Regions from separate parts of the Columba livia genome. Here region 1 is linked to region 2. The links are chromatin contacts, called in public Hi-C maps. All regions are on one chromosome and are shown on one strand. Each heading gives the region's core, a stretch centred on a gene start, on an enhancer-like site or on the middle of the called end of the contact. The rest is flanking DNA. Distances are from core to core; before and after follow the strand shown.

Evidence for each region. Hi-C and Micro-C count contacts between places; a contact is called where the count stands out from the background.
Region 1: a contact with region 2 is called in a Hi-C map of crop, with 2.1 times the contacts expected there. The contact joins two enhancer-like sites. A contact is called at or near these places in 2 of 2 Hi-C or Micro-C datasets (crop and liver).

What each region holds. Positions count from the first base shown.
Region 1 is chr5:53,550,234-53,552,933 of bColLiv1.pat.W.v2, forward strand. No RefSeq gene overlaps it. Among named protein-coding and RNA genes, the nearest start is that of PTPN5, 20 kb to the right of the region's middle. Within about 2 kb of position 1,383, at least 1 of the 3 cell types and tissues checked has an H3K27ac peak away from gene starts, as active enhancers do.
Region 2 is chr5:53,480,417-53,483,116 of bColLiv1.pat.W.v2, forward strand. The region is part of intron 1 of PTPRJ (protein tyrosine phosphatase receptor type J); the gene reads right to left. Among named protein-coding and RNA genes, the nearest start is that of PTPRJ, 41 kb to the right of the region's middle. Within about 2 kb of position 1,300, at least 2 of the 3 cell types and tissues checked have an H3K27ac peak away from gene starts, as active enhancers do.

The DNA of each region.
Region 1 (2,700 bases), core at 133-2,632, 70 kb after region 2:
CTGCAATAAAGTATGACCTTGGAAATTCAAAATAAATAATGGTCATATCAAAGATTCATTTGCACATAACCTCTTCCTACAAAGCCTGTGAGCTAGGGTTTTTTTGTTGTCTTTTTTTTTTTTTTTCTCATCAAAAAGACATATATTTCTCTCCAAACAAATAATGTAATTTGTAAATGTTTGTTTATGTGTCCTCAGACAAACACTTTTACCTCTAATGAACTGTGGTACAACAGTATCCAACAAAGATGGATCCAGATCCACACTGCTGTAACTGGTGACTGGCAAAACTGATTCAGAAAACTTCATCAGCCAAGTTTTGTAACAAGTTCTAGATTAATCCGTTTTGGATAAATGGGCTAGGTCACACCTATGCTTTCATTCCTTTTAAGCAACAATGAATATGCCACTAGCCATTAAGTTTTGTACTGGTTTGATTAATTCTGATAGTCCAGTACATGGAAGAGCTAAGATATAATATCTCTAAATGGTGACATTTTATTCTTGGTGTTTCATTATAATCCATTCAGTATTCATTGCAATATGTCTCATCTTGATTAATGCAGTGGATACTCATGTGGATCTCCCCTCACTTCAATTAAAGCTATGTTATAATTCATGATCGGTGTAACTAATTGAAATAATGCTTCCTTTTTCAATCACATAGTATATAAGACTTTTTGTCTTCTCATTAGTAAGTTGCATAAAAAGAGTAGACAAGAACTCTGTTTCTTGAGATAAGGGATATGAAAAGCTTATTTTCTTCTGCTGTTTAAATATGTAGACAGCTATGAATAATTTGTGATTTTTCTGTACACATATGTGCCTATCTCCATCTCCAAGCATCACTGCACATAAAAAAGGAAGTATCCTGTTCAGAAAGCAGTGGTCCAGAATAGTCCCAGGACACCTCCCTGGACTGTATGCAAGAGAACAGAGTGAACTAGCTCTCTGTGGCTGTCCATCAACAAGCTCCATTTTCAGTCACTGTGTTGTTCTGCCCTCTGTGTCAAACCATTGAAACTATTTGGGATCTCTGCTGCCTTCTACCTTCAGAGCTTGGCACAAAAGACAACTTCTTTGCTGCTCCCAGGCAGAAAAGCCCAACCACGACCTGCCCCTCTCCTAATCTCTGTCTCTGATTTCTCCATCCTCCTCCCTGTGCCTTACTTAAACTTAAAACTGGGAAAGTACCACTGTTTGGGGCAGTCTCGAAACTAAGTCTCAAGTAGAGATCAAACGAAGCCTGCATTGAAACGCTTTCCTGGGACTGATTACAGGAGGCAACAGATGACCAGTATAACCAAGTGGAAGTATGTGTGATGGCATAGTAGCACAGCCAACTCACAGTCACCCTCTCCAGTGCAGCTACAGCTTGGGACTCAAACCTGAAATTGCTGGGGTGTTACTGTAGAGCATCCAAATTGAATAGTTAATTTAAAAGGCTATGTTATGCTCCAAAAAGCTCACTTCAACAAGCAAACTCATTTCCTTGTTCTCTGTTCCCCTCCCATCTGTCCTGTCTTCATAACTTTGGCTCCTTATGTGAAGTTAGCACCTAAGTCATCCTCTGTGAGGAGGTAAGGGCGTCATTTTCCTTCTGTACTGTTGCTGGGTTTTGTTTGGTGGTTGGTGGTGTTTGTTTGTTTTTTCCCCTCTTTGGAACTGTCCTTGCCATTTTGCAGACAAGTTCCTAGCTACAGAAAACAGTGCATGCCTGCTGTGGGTGTTATGTGAACGGAAATTATGTGGTTTGGATTTTTACATGAGAATTCCAGGAGAAGGGGAAATATTGCAAATAACCTCCATAAATCATTTTAAACAAAGCTCAGGAAATGCCATAATGATTTAGCTGGCAATATCTAAAAAGAAGTTCACACTGTTCTCTGACTTCTGGTAAGTAAGCATGTTTGCTTAAGATGTAATTGAAAAAGTACTGTGTTACCATTTACATTTTCCATTTTGTATCTCCTGTCCAGGCACAGCTCACTGCTGGCAGCTCTTCATTTATACTATGCAGTATTTCATCATCCAAACAACAGTCCCTCTGGGGCTACAAAATAAATGGTTGGAGAGAGATAGGTACCAACCAGAAAACAGCTGGGGAAGGCTGGAGTGAAAGGCTGGTGACATCTATAGAGCTGCAGAGTTACTGCAGTTTCCTTTGCCCTTCACTTTCCTCAGTCATTCAGGCTGAGAAACAGCTCTTTATGCAATGTGGGATTCCACACTTAAAACACCAGTCTGACTATTTGTTGTCCTGTACTGCCTCACACATTTATTTACGTCACTGCAAAATCCTGCCTAATTAGTTTACTGTTTTTTAAGAAATATTCTTTGCAGGTGAGTAGACAGACAGTGAAGAACCAGGCTTGTTTAGTCTAAATCAGTGATGAATATTGGTTGAGAAGGAGATATACTCTCTACTGTAAAATACCAGTTTTAGTAAACAAGTTTAATGAAACAAAGAAATAATTACCAACTAGAAATGTAGTTTCAGGACAGCAGCAGATGTCTTGTTGCTATCAACCTTTGATATCCAAAACCATGCTGGAATGAGCTATGGAAAGAAAAAGAACAAAATTGGGAGCATAAGAGTAAAATCTGGGAGTTAGTGATCATTCTCTTTACCGATCTTCCTCTAGGTTTAAAGACAGAACAGTGGATGAGCTGTTTGGAAACCATATGCAGTTATAAAAT
Region 2 (2,700 bases), core at 50-2,549:
AAGGCTGAAAAGTTTCAACAAGTTTAAATTATTCGCATAACCCAGTAAGTCCTACACGTAATTCCTCTTCAGAGATGATCCTGCTGAAGGAGTTTACAGATAGAACAGTGTGCTTCCTTGAGAATGGCGATGAGTAATATTTAAAACAACTACTTAAGTAAAACCCAAGTTGTTATCCTATTCGATCTGTATATCATATTGACATCAGTGGAACTGCAGCTGGGTGTGTAATGAGCAATGCCTGAATTGAAAAATCTCCCCTTTTAATAGGAGTTTTCAGTTATCACTGCCAGTCATTTTCTTTCAAAATTAAGAAAACATCAACCTTTATTTCATGTGAACAAGGCACATTCCTGCCTGCAGCCTAACAGCACTATTTTTTCACTCTGAGTCATTACTCGGGCACACCCTGGAAGAAGCAGGATACAATGAAAAAAAAAAAAAGAAGAAAAAAATAAAAGACTCCTGTGGCAATGACACAATGCTAACTGTCCCCAAACCAGCAGGGCTGGCCACCCAGGCACCGTGGATGGAAAACATACAGCAGAGCCAGCAGCTGCCTGGTCCTTGCAGCACAGTCATGAAAATCAGGGGCATTTCCTGACAGGGCCCCATTTCAGATCTGCTCAGATGAGAGCAACTGAGACTTAGGTTTCTTATCCCAAGTAGATTTCACTTTCCTGAGCCCGACACTTTATACTCTACACGGTCTTTGCTCAGGAAAGTGTTAAAAGATACTTTACAAGGAGAACAACATCAAGTTGGATTTGGTTTGAGACTTTTCCAAGCAAAACTAGCTGTAAGGGGATTAAAAAACTTACACAAAAGCTCAAATACAACATGAAGAAAGATGATTGTATAGAAAACAAAGACCAAGTTTTTGATCTATGACACCCTGTCTGGGAGCAGGAGAACCATGGCCTATGAAAGCCTTCAGCTTGTTTACACTGAGCTCAAAACTGTCTTGCTAGACAGAAAATATTTGTTGTTGTTGCAGTCTTAATGCTGGCACATACAAGCCTTGTTGTTTCCTGCCTTACTTCTCTACTTTTCTTAGGACAGTTTATATCTTTTTTCCCTTCAAAGGGTCCTGAAGCTTCCTAATTTACAAAGCAATGAGGTGTGCAGCTGGGAGAAACCAGCCTGTGACCACTGCCCGACACAGAGACCTCTCAGGCTAACCTTCATCTCTTCCTTCACGGTCTGTTACTGTTTACTGCCGTTTATTTATGATCCTTCAGCACGTTCAGTTCCAACTCCACATAAAATGCCCCATTAGGATCCAAATACGTCACCTGTACAGCACTGCCCATGCCCCATAGCTGGGTAAATCTACTCAGCACGAGGGAGTAAAGCAACCCCTTCTCACCACCCCCAAACAGCAGCTCTGGGTTGGTAATGCAGTCTTGATACCACTAGAGGCCCCAATAAAACCGTCAAACTTCAGCCTAAGTGACTAAGAGCAGTGGAATATGCCTAATTTCCCATAAAAGTTGGCATATTCTGGAAAGTACAAGGCTAAGGATGACCACACCAGAGCATAAAGTATGGATGTAGATGTAAATGCTGGCTCAGATGCAGATCATGGGAACTAATCACACTACGCTGTGCTGCCTAAGGCAGGCTTAATGCATCTTCAAGCATCACAAACCTGTCATGAGGGAAGTAGTTTTATACAATAAATTACCAGCTGGACCATAGAACTTCTTCACAGCACTTATTTACCATATCTCACATTTTCAGCTGCATTGTTTTGTATTGTACCATTTGATTAACTTCTTCAAAACAAAAGAAAATTGCCTCATAGCAAAAAAAGTGGTGCTAAACCTTTTTAAACTCTCAAGTCAGAGATCTGGCTGTTCTACATGGATCAAATTATCACAAACAATTTGATTTAACAAACAATGTTTTCCCATATGCTGTTCTCAGATGCAGCAACTTGGAGATGGGGGGATACCCCTGAGGTTTGCCTGCAACTGTCAGCCCATTTAATCCTTTAATGAATTTGAACTGTAGCAAAAGACAAATGGACTGCAAGCGATCTACACATGTAGTAGTACTCCTGAGAGAGAACAAAAGATCTCATTGTACAGCTCCAGTAAGTTCATCTAGGGCTCTGATAGAGTCTCTCTTCTCCTTCTCTTTGAACAGAAGCTTCATAGAAACAGGAATGAGAATTGGCTCAGCCAGCACCCCATTGCCAGACTCGCCTCTATGAATACATTGGGGCTGCATGAGAAGTTATTCACCGACAACAACATGGGCTCTCTCTCACCAGCCAACAGACACATCTATCAAAGGTCAACTTCATGGCCATCTGGGAGGACCAGCTATGGTGGAAAAAGGCTGGGTGATGCAGGGTCAGAACCAGAGATCAGCCTGACACTGCAGCCCAGCCAGCTGCAAACTTTTTATTCTAAAAAAATAATATCCATGGCTTCTTTCTGCTTCCAAGACACATGAAGGAGTTCCTGCTGATCTGTATGCTTGGCTTAGCTCTGATACAGATCAAATAGGTCCTACCTCATTTCAAACTCTTACATTTAAGAGGAAGATATGTTATTTATGATGAGTCTCAAAACATGTTCATTTCAAATCAATTGCATATTGTATCAGGGTGCAGTGCTTGCTTAGCCTTGTATGTTACTTGAAACAAGAAACAGAAGAAGCTTTTGAAACTCAATTTTTACAACATTTTGG